Regions from separate parts of the Mus musculus genome. Here regions 1 and 3 are each linked to region 2. The links are chromatin contacts, called in public Hi-C maps. All regions are on one chromosome and are shown on one strand. Each heading gives the region's core, a stretch centred on a gene start, on an enhancer-like site or on the middle of the called end of the contact. The rest is flanking DNA. Distances are from core to core; before and after follow the strand shown.

What was found. A called contact is a pair of places that touch in the nucleus more often than the background predicts.
Region 1: a Hi-C map of the N1E-115 cell line shows a contact between it and region 2, with 6 times the contacts expected there. The contact joins the enhancer-like site here to the promoter of Unc5c in region 2. A contact is called at or near these places in 2 of 484 Hi-C or Micro-C datasets (the N1E-115 cell line and nephron progenitors), 3 of 115 datasets of contacts at active chromatin or transcription factors (embryonic limb bud and embryonic stem cells) and 2 of 9 other capture datasets (adipose tissue and liver).
Region 3: a contact with region 2 is called in a Hi-C map of the N1E-115 cell line, with 3 times the contacts expected there. The contact joins the enhancer-like site here to the promoter of Unc5c in region 2. A contact is called at or near these places in 2 of 484 Hi-C or Micro-C datasets (the N1E-115 cell line and nephron progenitors), 1 of 115 datasets of contacts at active chromatin or transcription factors (embryonic stem cells) and 2 of 9 other capture datasets (adipose tissue and liver).

The regions. Positions count from the first base shown.
Region 1 is chr3:141,501,974-141,506,207 of GRCm38.p6, reverse strand. The region is part of intron 1 of Unc5c (unc-5 netrin receptor C); the gene reads right to left. Among named protein-coding and RNA genes, the nearest start is that of Unc5c, 39 kb to the right of the region's middle. Within about 2 kb of position 2,702, at least 4 of the 459 cell types and tissues checked have an H3K27ac peak or open chromatin away from gene starts, as enhancers often do. A contact at or near this core is called in the N1E-115 cell line, where this site is marked.
Region 2 is chr3:141,464,163-141,468,516 of GRCm38.p6, reverse strand. Unc5c (unc-5 netrin receptor C) reads right to left here and starts at 2,953. Exons shown (of 16, transcript NM_009472.4): 1 at 2,680-2,953. The coding sequence starts at 2,803.
Region 3 is chr3:141,416,367-141,420,906 of GRCm38.p6, reverse strand. No RefSeq gene overlaps it. Among named protein-coding and RNA genes, the nearest start is that of Unc5c, 47 kb to the left of the region's middle. Within about 2 kb of position 2,951, at least 1 of the 459 cell types and tissues checked has an H3K27ac peak or open chromatin away from gene starts, as enhancers often do. A contact at or near this core is called in the N1E-115 cell line, where this site is marked.

The DNA of each region.
Region 1 (4,234 bases), core at 1,453-3,952, 38 kb before region 2:
CTATTCTAGCTCACTAAGCAAAAGAGTAAATCCTAGGGCTGACTGGTTTGACTGTAAGTTTCTTCATTTATGGACTGATGATTCTCTCCTGTCAGACTATAATTCTTTTCTTCTTCTCCACACACTTTTCAGTCTGCAGGTCCTAAATTCCAGATTCTCTGTCACAGCTAGCTAGCAACCAAAACCCCATCTTTACTCTTAGTATACATGCTCTAAACTAAAACAAAGCAAGGGAAAAACATGCTAGCACAAAACAAATGAGAAGGAGAAAAAAAAACCCAAACAAACAAACAAACAAAAGCAAAAAACAAAAACCCTCTCAAGACTGACACCCAGTCAATTTGGATGTCAGATAAAGTAAATAATGGAACCACTGCTGTCTGGGATATTATTTAAAATGTAAGCACCCTGCTATCAATTCAATTAAAAAGCAGTTATGACCACATAGGCTGGAGATAATTACTATATAATTAGTGAGTTGAGAAAGGCGCTTTTCTGGAAATATTTGCTTTATGTTTGCCCATTTAATGTGACTCCCAGTAGACCCTCCTACTCTATGCTAGAATAGCAGGTCATTTAAATCAAAATGACTATTGTATAACAACCAAACATGAATAATAGGAATAATAGAAAATACAATTAAGTGTTAACCAGTGGCACTTGTGTATGTGCTGTCAGCTCATTTTTGAGTAGTTACAACATTGTAAATGAAGAGCAACCTTGTCTTTATTTTTATAGATTATGCTAGTTTGAGGGACATTTTGCTTCTAACCTATGAAATTCTTGACTTGTAGAAGACAAGAAAAAAGTTTGAACTTCCATGTCTACTTTATTGAAGGTAGAAAATGAACTGATCCTAAAATACAGCAATATGAGGCTAAAAATTGCAATGTCTCAAAAAATAATCACTTTGCTAAGGATAAGAATCCTTTGTGTTGGCTTCCCAAATCCTCCTTAATATATTTCACTTCATAAAACTTTATTAGACATGTATATATTAAAAGTGAAAACTCCTTACTTAATTTTATTAATTCTTTACTACAAATAGTTTACTATTATCAAGCAAATAGTTATCTTTCAGAAGTCAGGATTGGAGTCCATTAAACTAGGCCAATAGAGGGCAAGCATGACTGAGCTCAGTCATACCACATGAGGGAGTTGAGCTCTGGGACCCACTAACTCTGTGTAATTCTCGGTCCTTCCTTTTTCTCTTCCTTCCTTCCTCCCTCCCTCCCTCCCTTCCTTCCTTCTCTTATGTAAAACTCTTGCATCACTGTGTACTGTGTGCCCACACTGTTAATATCCTATGAACTTTGGTTCTCTTCACTGTATGGTCCATTTTATATACACTAATCTTTGAAAATGTTTAATATACTTCGAAGACTTTCTTCCTTCATGATTCCCCTTCAGTTTGACATTGCAAGTAGGATGTGCTCTAGTGTAAACACACACCCACTGTTGTCATACAAGTTGGAGATGGGTGCAGTTGACTTTTCTCATCAGCAACGAGATCCTTTGGTCATAAAGAATGCTAACAACAAAATAATAGATGGAACCTTCCATAAAACAGTATGGCATGCCCAGTAGCACTGTCTCAAATTTGTCTCAATATCCTCCCAACTCAGTTTCTACCTTCCTTTCCTGGGTGGGCCAGCGTGTTTACACAGAGCTATGAGGCTCAGTTGTCAGAGGCAATCAAGTCCTTTTCAGGTCCCCATTAGCCATGCCCTGAGAAAGGGGTGAAGTGATTTCATAATTTCTGATCAATAGAAAAGGACATTGATACCCTGGGGATATTGATTCAGAGAGACAGAAAGAATAGCTGGGAAGCACTTTCGGTGATAGAGGAGTTAATGATTTTGTGATTTATCCAAGAGAAATGCCCTACAACCTTTGATAATTGCAAGGCAGAGAGAGGCACTGTTGGCCCTGTCAAATTAACAGGAGCCAAACCCAAGCACCATAAAGAGAAGGTTAGCACGCCCTGTGCATCTTAAATTGTGTGTGTGTGTGTGTGTGTGTGTGTGTGTGTGTGTGGCGGGGGGAGGGGGGAGAGGCACTTCTTGTCTAAAACAGAATGTTTTAATTCTTGTTAATCTTAGGACAAAAGTATGTTTTTTCCTTAATGTTTTTATAGTAATTTTAGATATGCCAGATCATCTGTGCTGAATTTTTTAAATTAAAATTCCCTCTCTTAAATTGTGGGAATTAGGGCTACAGCACTGATGTTCTAATTATTAAATATTCAACATAGGTAAATACATATAAGTACATATGGGGGGAGTCTATAAAGATATAAAAATTCACAAGGTTTCACCACTATAGCACAGTCTTTGCCTACGTAACTGAGGGCTTCTTCTTCAAATATTTAAACAAATCTTTTCATGTAGGAGAAACCAGCAGGGCTTCTCTTCCACTGCATGGCAGAACCAAATAGCTCCCGGGTTTATAAACACACTGGGGAGAAGCCCCTACAAGGTGCACTGGAGAGCCCTACTTGAAATATTTCCTCTCACGTGATGGAGAAAAATGTAGAAATTCAGAACCATGCTATGGGAAAAATAAACAAAAAAGAGAAGTTTGTGTCAGTGTCTGCGCAGCAATGAGGTGGACACTTGCTTGTGAGCGCTGAGGAAGAGCACAGTGGCCATGTTTTCCTCTTTAGGAGATGCCAAGAGGGTTGGTTGTGAAATTACTGCTGTGTTGGCAGGAAATGAAGAAAAACTAAAGAAGTCTTATCAGATGAGAGAGGAGTTACCACTCATGTACTGGGTACCAACTGGGTTGACAAATCTGGCAAGAGAAGGGAATCTGGAGAAGGTACCATTGGCCAGGAGAGGAGGGGGTCAAAATACTGCCTCCACAATTCTTTGACTTCTTTTGGTTAGTGTCAGTCAATTGGAAAGGTCCAAGCGGAACCTGAGAAGCCAGTAGGTGAAAAATACCAAAGAACAGTTTTCTATTTCATAAAATAAATACACACACGCACACACACACACACACACACAGACACACACACACTTGGTTAAATGTTTAAGGAGAAGACTGAAGTCAGGCAAGTTTTCTTATTGATAGGTGCTCAGTGGGTTATTTTCAATCAAATAACTAGGATAAGTTATTCTCCTGGATAGCTAATGATTGTTTAATTCCCTTATGTCAGAACAATGTACTATTTGCAAAAGTACAGTTCATGGTCATGGGAAGAGTTCATATGCAAATAGAGCTGAGGACTTCAAATTTCACTCCCACAAACCTATGCCAACCCAGCCCCTCCTCCCGCAGTATGGATAACTGTTATCTCCTTCTAGTATTAATATCTCAGTGTTTACCATCCCATCCTTACGTAGCAATAAGATTGGAAGGTGTTTTACCTGAGTTTATATTTGTTTTCTTAAGGACTATGATGAGTTAAATTTTCAGTTATATTTTTTTCTAAGGTTGTGGAAACATGATATTTGCCACTACCAAATAAATTAATTTTTATTTTGGTATTCTTAAAAACTTAAGGCTTTAATTTTTAAACTAATAAAAAATATTCTCACAGGTGTTGATCTAATAATAAAGTTAATACTTTAAAAACATAATAATCTGTTATAAATTAATAATCTTACTGATACATTATGTGTTGTATATGATTTGTTCCTTGGCAGCTGCAAAAGTGTCGCTCTGGGGACAAAAGAAAGCAGAAGAAGGAAAAAAAAAAAAGAAAAAAACAAAACAAAACAAAAAAACCAAAACAAACCCACACTCACAGCCCTAAGCAGCTATTTTTCTAACAGAGGTTAGCATGGCAACCTCCACAAGTGGTTTGACAAATCTAGTTTTTGTCATGGTGTTAAATATGTAAATTGCCCTGAGTGACCAAGGCTAAAAGCAAAGTGACAGTTGAGTGTGACTGCCATTAACTGTGGATCACATCCCTGCATGTAATGCAATTATATGGCAGGAAACAACTAATGCAGGCCGCTCTGGTGGGAGAGGGGAGAAAATATTGAATTTTTCTTAATCTATTTATGTCTTGCAATTGGGGCATTAGCTCGATGGAGGTTCAGCATGCCAGGCATACTCTTGCTTGTTGTGCTAAGTGGATCCTCCATTCATAACGTGATAAGAAGGTAATGGTTAGGGGAACAAATGCATTATAATCCTGCTGAGTCAGAGGGCAATTTTCTCTTATCAACTTCTCTTCTGTCACAACGGCCAACAATATAGACAAAAATCTTTCAGAATCATG
Region 2 (4,354 bases), core at 1,704-4,203:
AGAGCAGGGGTAGAGAGGGGGAAAGTTGTTGCCTACAGCTCAGAGAATTTCCCAAGGACCTGTTTAACATGACTGCTGTCTGTCTTTAATCCACAGTTGCAAAACTCCCTCACTCATAAATAATACTCGCTCTGTGCTTCTACAACCATGTTGTGGTTGGTTTTTCTCCTCCCCTGGGCTGATTTCAACTCGAGATCTACTTTTTTTTTTCGAAAGCTTCTCATTTTCTCAGCACTGCTCCAACAGGTTCGAAACCTTCATCACATTGTAAAGTACTTCATGAATGTCTTGCATTCTAGTTGCATATGTACTTCCATTCATGAAAAGTACTGTCCACTGGAGTCATTAATGCAGCAGAACAAGCAAATGGTACCTTTGGGGTATGTGTGGAAGCTCGAGTGTAAATTGGACAGAAAGGAGATACTGAAGGGAATGGGAGCCTGCCCACCAGACTGTCCTACAGTGACTGGCTGAGAATAGAGTGTTAACAGCAGGTCAGTAGTAAACAGGCCTGGCTAATGAGTAGCAGCCACAGGGACAGTAGCTGATAGCAGATTTCTGTGCTCTACACTCCCTTTGATGTCTCACAGATAACACAGGAAGAGCTGGTGCTCTGGAACATGGAGGATAACAAAGATAAAAGTGAGAGTCCTGCATCTCAGACCATGTGATTTGAAGGGGGGGGGAGTTATTCTCCCTGATCGAGAGCAAATGGAGAAAATCCACACCAGAATGGCGTACACCCCCTAAACCTTCTTTTCTTCCCCTGCTGAAGATCAGAATTAATCCTCAACCTTTGCCTTGTCTGGTGTAGACCAAGAGAAAGTGCAGGAGGCAGAACGTATCCCCAGCTCCTTCCCGCTTAGTCTCTGCTCCCTTCTTTCAATATTAATCCACTTACAGTCCCCTGTTTGATTATCTTCATCGATCCTTCTCCTACCCAGTCTTTTTAATTTGGCTGTTGTAAGCTCTCCACAGGGATCCTGCCTCCTTTTTGCATCTTTGGGGACTTTTAACTTTTCCTTTTCCCAAACCCTTCCCCTCACCCCCCAGTGGCTTAGTCCTTTGTGCACAGAAAAATGACACCGAATTCCAGCAGGACTCATACAGCTGATTCCAGAACCCTTAGGCTTCCTAAGATCGTTGTCCACGTTGGCTTCCTAAGATCCTCCTGGAAGCATTTCTGGCTAGAGTCCTGAAAACTTCTCACCACTTTCAAGAACTCTAGGCTTTCTAGCACGGATTCCCTTGAACATGGTCAGAGGTGCTCTGGATGTGTGCATAAGCAAACCAGAGCTGACCCACAAGGGTAGGAAGCGTCTGTCCAGAAAGGAAGGCAGGATTTATGAGCATGGCCACTTAGCAGTGTAGCAGGAGCAATTTACTCCCTAAGTAGCTATCTCAGATTCACACTGCCTTGCTCATCGCATACCTCCTCATGAGGACCAGGCTTGCCTGGCCTCTGGGCTTTCTTTCAGCACCCACCTCCCTGCATCAGTGCCTGTAGATTTTAGGAAATGCAGGCTGCAGTTGGAATAAACCAGTCTGTGAGCATCATGGAAGGAGGGTTGCTGCTCCTCCCCCCAAACTCTCCAAATTCACAAAGAAGTGTGTGTGTGTGTGTGTGTGTGTGTGTGTGTGTGTAGAAAAGGGAAGGTCTCTGAGCTGGTTCTGAATTGTTGCCTCTCTCTCCAGGCAAAGCTGTGTTGCCTTCTGGCTATAGACAATAAATAAATAAATAAATAAATAAATAAATAAATAAATAAATCTTTAAAATGGCAAAGAAGGATCTGGGTGGGAACTGGTTTGAATAAGTCTGGGAGCTGCACCTCCCTCTAAAACTCAATGAACAAGAAAGAAGCCTCCAAGATGAACCTCAGTCTAGGTGTCTTCCCTCTACCCGTACAAGACATTCCCAACTCTGGACCACTGTCCTCCTACTCCGGCTTTGCTCAGAGTGCCACACACTTCGAGGCTTACACGCATTAAAATGTCAGTTATAAACTGGTTAGCAGCGTCCTTTCCCCCAGAGAGTTGCAGATTTGGTTCGAACAGCTAGAGTCACCCACTAGAGCTGTGGTTTTGAAGTTTTTCAAGGATCGCCTGTCCGGAGCGGGACACGAAGAGGTTGTGAGTGGAGAAGCAGGCACACCCGGAGCCTGTCCTTTCTGGGCGAATTGAGCATCTCCATAGCGCCCCATCAGCAGTCTAGGGGCACCAGCGCCTATGGGTCCTTGGCGGTAATGGACATATTTCCTTAGCGGAGGTGGAAGAAAACCCTGCAAGCGCAGCCATCGCGCACAGCGAGAAGCCTCGGCACACTACACATATTGGGGCACATACCACAACGCCACTATCAGTGCCTCTGGAAACCCCCGGCTACACAATATTCAAAACCGTGCGTCTGTGGGTCTGAAAGTGCAAAAGACACTCCAGGATCCCACAGGCACCGAGACAGCAGCTACACTTAACACACCCCGGGTCCATCCTTACCCAGATCCAGAGCTAAGACTGAAAATCTGGTTTCTTAACTAGTTGGGAAAGTGGGATTTAAAGTGGTTTCCATTGGGGGCAACTAGGCAGGTGAGGAATCAAGGAGCGCCGGGGACAAATAGAGGTAGAAGAGAGGGAAGACAGAAGCAAAGGGAGGTGACTGCCGCGCCCTGAAGACCCTCTTACCTTGAGCGGCGGAGCCGGTGCCACTGGCGCTTAGCAGGGCCAGGGCAGGTAACACAAGCATCTGCAGCAAGTATCCTAGTCCCAGTCCGCAGCGGGCCGCTGTCGCCCTCAGACCTTTCCTCATCGTCGGCAGAGGTGTACGGGGAAGGGAAACGCCACCAGGAGACGCGCAAACAGCCGAAAGCCCAGCCAGGCAGGAGGCTGGATCCGGCCACCGCCAGGCAGTCCTGAGAAATAACAGCAGCCTGAGCGCCACACTCCACTTTCTCCAAGGGCAGGGGCCAAAGGGGGTGGAGAGGAGCCTCCGAGGAGGAGTTTGAAGGTCCCTCGTCCACTGCGCCTAGCCACTGACGTCTCCCGGCTGCTAATGCTCTGCCCCCACTCGGGAAGTGCTGGGAGGTGTAGCGCGGCCACCACCACAGCTCCCGCAGCTCCGCCGCCAGCCGAGCGGGCGCTGCTCTCGGGTCCCCGCGCCCGCTCGGATCGCACAGGCGCCGGGGATGGGGAGGTGGCAAGAGCGGGAGGAGTGGCGAGCCAGCGAGGCGCTCCCCGCTCTGATCCTTGCGCTTCTGTGCCGGAGAGACTCCCGGGCTGCCGCCCGCCCGCCGACGGTCCAGCGACTGTCGCCTCCAGGAGTGGGGCGAGCGGGGGTCCTGGGTGGCGCTCGCAGAGGAGGCGTGGAGGGCGCGGCCCCACTCCGCGCGGGGGGAAGCGGCGGCGGGAGCGCGCTCGCCCGCCTTATGTAAGCGAGGATGGAGCGAAATCCACGCCTCGCGCGGAAGGTGGAGTCCACTGGGTTCACTTGCTCACTTGCTCACTCGCTCCGGCGCTGACAAGGGACACCTGGGGGCAGAGGCAACTGCGGCCAGGGGCAGCACAGTCTCCCCGCCTGGCGCCAGACTCCTGCTCCGCAAGCGCTGCGGGCACGCCTCAGGCCACTTGGCGGTGTCCAGCGGAGCTCAGCCCACCGCCTGGCAGTGTCCCTGAGCCGGCCAAGCCTAAGCCAGATGCCCCAGGACTGCTCTCGCTCTAGGATTTAGGGAGTTGCGCTTGATTGAGCCGGAGGCGGGCTGGAACTTGTTCGCATAGATGGGAAAGAAGGCAAGAAGCATTTGTAGTGGCTCAGCCCACTATCTTTGGGTTGTCAGCGCCAGTCAGGCTGTTTTATGCTCTGCGAGCCGGTGACCTATTTGTGGTGGAACAAAAACTGGAAATCAATGGAAACTCCCTCGGTACTGATTTTTTTTTTTTTTTTTTTTTGCTTGTTCATCTTGGTGGCTGCTGAGATTGAACATTTAAAGAGTGCCGCGGCAAAACCAAGAGAACCCCCCCCCCCCCAAAAAAAAAAAAAAAAGAACAAAATTTGCAGATGCTCAACTTGATGTTGGAACCTATAACTTAGTCTCCAAATTCTTAAGAGCGAGGAGAGAGGACTAAATCTGCTTCAGTACAGAAAGACATTTTGGGGAGTAGTTAGGTTGTGAATTCGTGATAAAAGGATGAAGGAGGAGTGTGAGGAGGAGTGGGTAAAACAAGCCCAGCCTAGACAAAAGGAAGGCGAATGTCTGAACACACCAGCTAAGCTCCACAAGATAGTGTGAAAAATCCCCGATGTTTGTGCATTTAAAATGAATAATTTTATCACGTAAAGGTTCAGTTTCAAGTGCAAAAGGAG
Region 3 (4,540 bases), core at 1,702-4,201, 48 kb after region 2:
ATGGTGTTTGTACAGCAGTAAATTATATGCCACAAGGATGGACACTTCAAGACTTGCACAATAACACTGGCATTTGGCAGGCCAATATGGATGGGGAAATTTTCACCAGGTCCCACCTCTAGATGTAGAGCTACAGGCATTTAGTGACTGTTAATGGAGGGGAGATAAGTCTCCCCTGGGGTGTGAACCCTAAGTGGTTTTCTGACACTAAGTGGTCACCTCTAAAACATATGCTATGTGCAACAGTAATGACCGACCAGGTTGTTCCTACATGTTTATATGCTTGCATAAATGCATATATGTTGCAGTAATAACATATAAATGCATATATGTTGAAGGAAGAAAAGGATAAAAAACAAACAGCTATCTGAAACACAAATGATTCATTTGGATTATTTGAGGATGAAATTATCATCCATGTTAAGTTACAAAAACAAACAAAACCAACATTGCAGCCAAGGGTGAAAGTAAGGTCAAAAGAAAGAAAGAAATGAAGAAGATTATGGCTGGTTTACCAGTTTATGGATAGTGATGTAAACAGCATAATTCCTTTACATTTTTGTAGGTTTATGGTGTATGAGTGATTTCCAGAAAATTATTGCTGTTAATATTTACTTTAGATTTGTGCTGCTGGTTATTCCAATATAATTATTTAGTTTAGTCCATTATTAACAGTTCCTAGAGATGAATACTGGGATTGTTATTCACAGAATATATTATAGTTTTTTTGAGAAAGTACATAATTAATAGATGTGTATATATACACATACATACACATATGCACACACACACTCACTCACACACACACACACACACATATGGACTTAGAGGACTTAGTCTTTATTACATGAGAAATTATCTCTTCATGTAATCTGAGAGGAAAGATTTGACAAGATTGATTTGTAATTTCTTGGTCAGGTTCACTACTCAAATCCTCTCGACTGGGAACCTTTCACTGTCTTATCTCTGTTATTACTCAATTCCTTCACTTTGGCCTCCATCTCTTTCATTAACCCATTTTTCTAAGCCCCATGTGACACATTTAAAGTTTTCACAGTTCTAAAGCTCACCTTGCAATCCACTCAGCATGCATTTCCTGAGATTTATATCTTCCTTAAAAGCCTGCATTGCCATTGATCAGTTTTCACCAGGAGTCACAGCCCCTCAACACCTCCTGTTGGGTTCCATTTCCTCTACCACTGGCTTTCTGTATAACAGATCACTTCAATGGCTTGCTTGGAGCCTCCATATCTTCTTTTATAGAGAAAGGAAAAGCTGACTCGCTACATTAAGCAAAGCTGAGGTTGCCCTCACACATCTTGGGAGGATCAGTGGATCATCCCCCTCATAGCCTTAGCTTGTGGGATTCTCAGCCTTTACGTCAAAACAGATCTATTGTAGACTCTGCTGTTCTCTTTATTCCACATCAAGAGACAATAGAAACAAATAGGGCTCTCTGAGTCTAAAATACGCAACTCCAGAGAATGGACCAGATAGAGTCTGAAAAGTTCTGTACTATTCAGTCTTATCTCCATGCCTCAGACAAAAAGTCCTGTCATGGAGTAATCTAATCATAAAAGCATTAAAGCATTACTGAACTGGAAGCTGGTCATTTGAGCTAGTCTGCTTGGTCAGCTAGCTCAGGAGATCTGTCTGTCTCTTCCACCTACAGCAAGGGATTGCAAGCATGTGAGGCTGACAGCTTTTGATGTGAGTGCTTGAGTTTTAAATTAAGATGCTTGCAGAACAGATGCTCTTTTTCACTGAGACATCTCTCAGCACTTGTAACTTGTAACAACAAAAAGGAAGGAAGGAAGGAAGGAAGGGAGGGAGGGAGGGAGGGAGGGAGGGAGGGAGGGAGGGAGGGAGGGAGGGAGGGAAGAAGGAAGGGAGGGAGGGAGGGAGGGAGGGAGGAACGAAGGAAGGAAGGAAGGAAGGAAGGAAGGAAGGAAGGAAGGAATGGAGGGAGGGAGGAAGGAAATAAATTGAGGCAGCAAGGGTGGGCAGAAGATACCCAGGCTTGCACCAGTCTCCTAGTGCAGAGGTGTGCCAGTGCCACATTATGGGTCCACTTTCTGTCCTGTCACAGGGCATGGCAGCTTGAGAAGCAAACTGTGGAAACATGACTGAGCTTTCAGTGTATATTTTTTCCTTTCTTATCTGTCAGGCACTTAGAGGCACTAAACATCCCACTTTTTGATGGATGGTTCTCTTCAACTTAAACCTATGTTATCAAAGACATACATGTTAGAATGGCTAGATTCCCAGCTATTTCAAATTACTATTTTCTAATAGTGATTAATAACTCTCCTTCATCATTTTGCTCTGAAGCTTCTATTATTTTATGCTAATAAACACGTTGTATAGAGTATTTTTGGTGACCACTGCTTGCTATCATCTTACTTTTATATCTTTACCTACTTGTTTTGTTTCTTATAAAGAGCATCCTAGCTTAGTATTAGTCAGATTTTGATGTACATAGTTTTTTTTAAAGTATTTAAGAATAAATTTCAATCATTAATCAGTTATTGCTGTATGTAAGTAGCTATGTGGCTTTACATGTATTTATGAGTATTATTGTGATTGTTATTATTGTCAACATTGCTTGAAAGAGTGTATCCTTTAGGATGTTTTTTTTTTTTTTTTTTCAGAAATGGTTGTCTTACAGGTCAGTAAAATGAGGAAGAAGTATTTGTTCTGAAGGTATGTGTCACTTTTTAAATTGCTGGGGGTCTAGAAAGCAGAGGCAGGAAGGTTATATGTGGTTAAATTCAGTTATTGAGCAGATGTGTTTTTGCTGATGCCGCTTCCACAAATATAAAAGTCTAGATTTGTCAGCCATTGAAATGACGACTCCTACGAGTGACGCCTCAGGACTCATGGAGTTGCATCACTTGTCCTCTTGTTTTGAGGCTTGAAGCTGCTTGTACTGAGAAGCCGTCGTCTCACCTCTCCAGCCTGCAGCTGGCCATTGGGGACTCTCCAGCCTCTGATCATGTGAACCGATCTAATAAACCCCATCACAATTACACATGCATTCTATTGGTTTACTCCTCTAGAGAACCGTGACTAATACAATATTCCATCTTGTCCTGTATTGGTTCAGGGAGTTTAGTCAACATAATAAAAATAGTTTATTCTTTTAGGTGGCTGATGTACTTGCTTTTGTTGAGAATATTTTATATCTCAGTGAAGCAGGCGTCTAATCAAGAAAGAGCCAGTGGTATTAGGCTAATTAAGTCATTTCCCAGTTTAATCTCATAATGAAAGTCCTGAGTATAAATGCCTTATGAACTGAAAGTAACACTATTTCTACTACTTTCTTGTAGATTCTGAAATAGTATAATAAAAGAAACTTTATTGTGTATACAACCTTGAAGAAAAAGAATAATTGAACAGTAGGGTCCTAATGTATGTTATTTATTAATAATCAATATACACTTATATTCAGTAGACACTGTTCTATATTATTCCTACCAGTCTTCTGTGTAAACTTTAATTTTAATAAGAAAGAAACAAACTTTAAGGAATCAAACTAAAACACACACTCTTGAATTGACTTTTAAAAGAATAATTTCCCATGGTTGTTGAGACCAAATTGATTAATTAAAGGCCAATAATCATTATGCACTAAGTATTCTAGAGTCAAATAGAAGGTGGAGTTATTTATATACCTCTCTAAGAAGGATAGTATCATTCCTGGCTTTTGACATCTGTAAGATAGAATTTATAATAAAACAGCATCCACTTTTTATTTGAATTTTGCTAGAAAAAGTTATACTTCTATAGTTATTTAATAGTGTAATGTATTGGGTAATAACCCCACCCCTCTGAAAAAATGCTTAACTTGAGGATCTGGATTCCATCCCACAAAACATTATGAGCTGCAGACAAAAATTACTCTCAGTATTTAGAGAAGGAGCAAAACCACGAGGGGAACTCACACCTATCTAACGTGTTCAATGTCATGTAATGCTTTTGCAGTACTGATTTTCTAACCACTCCCAGCAGGTCTTCAATGTATCTCTTCAAAGAGATCTACTTTCATCTGCTAGATATAAGCATTTCCAGAAACCCATGCTTAGGTCTTTCTCACAACTCACATCTTATTGTTTTTGGATGTGATCTACATATATGTTCTCAAACAGTCATCTTTATTGACTCCGAAGCTTGTAACATCAGCTTGTTGGGCTCTCATGTACTCCAGAAAAATTTCCTCTAATCATCTTGAATACCTTGAGACTTCACACATATGTGAAGACCTAAATTCTTTATTTTTTTCCCCTCACCTACCCTTTCTAGTAGATATTGCTACCATCATGGCCACTTGAGTGTAGTATTGTTTTATGTTAATGTTTTAGAGGTTAGCACTTGGACATTTATGAGCCCTCTTGTAATTGCCATGGACTGGTACCCAGCCCTCCCATTTCTCTTCACTTAGAGCCACCTTGCTTTACGTCATACTTTCCTGGTGATTTTTTACTGGCTCTGGATTGATCCCTCAGTTGTTCTTTGAACTTAGTCTATACATAACTTCCAG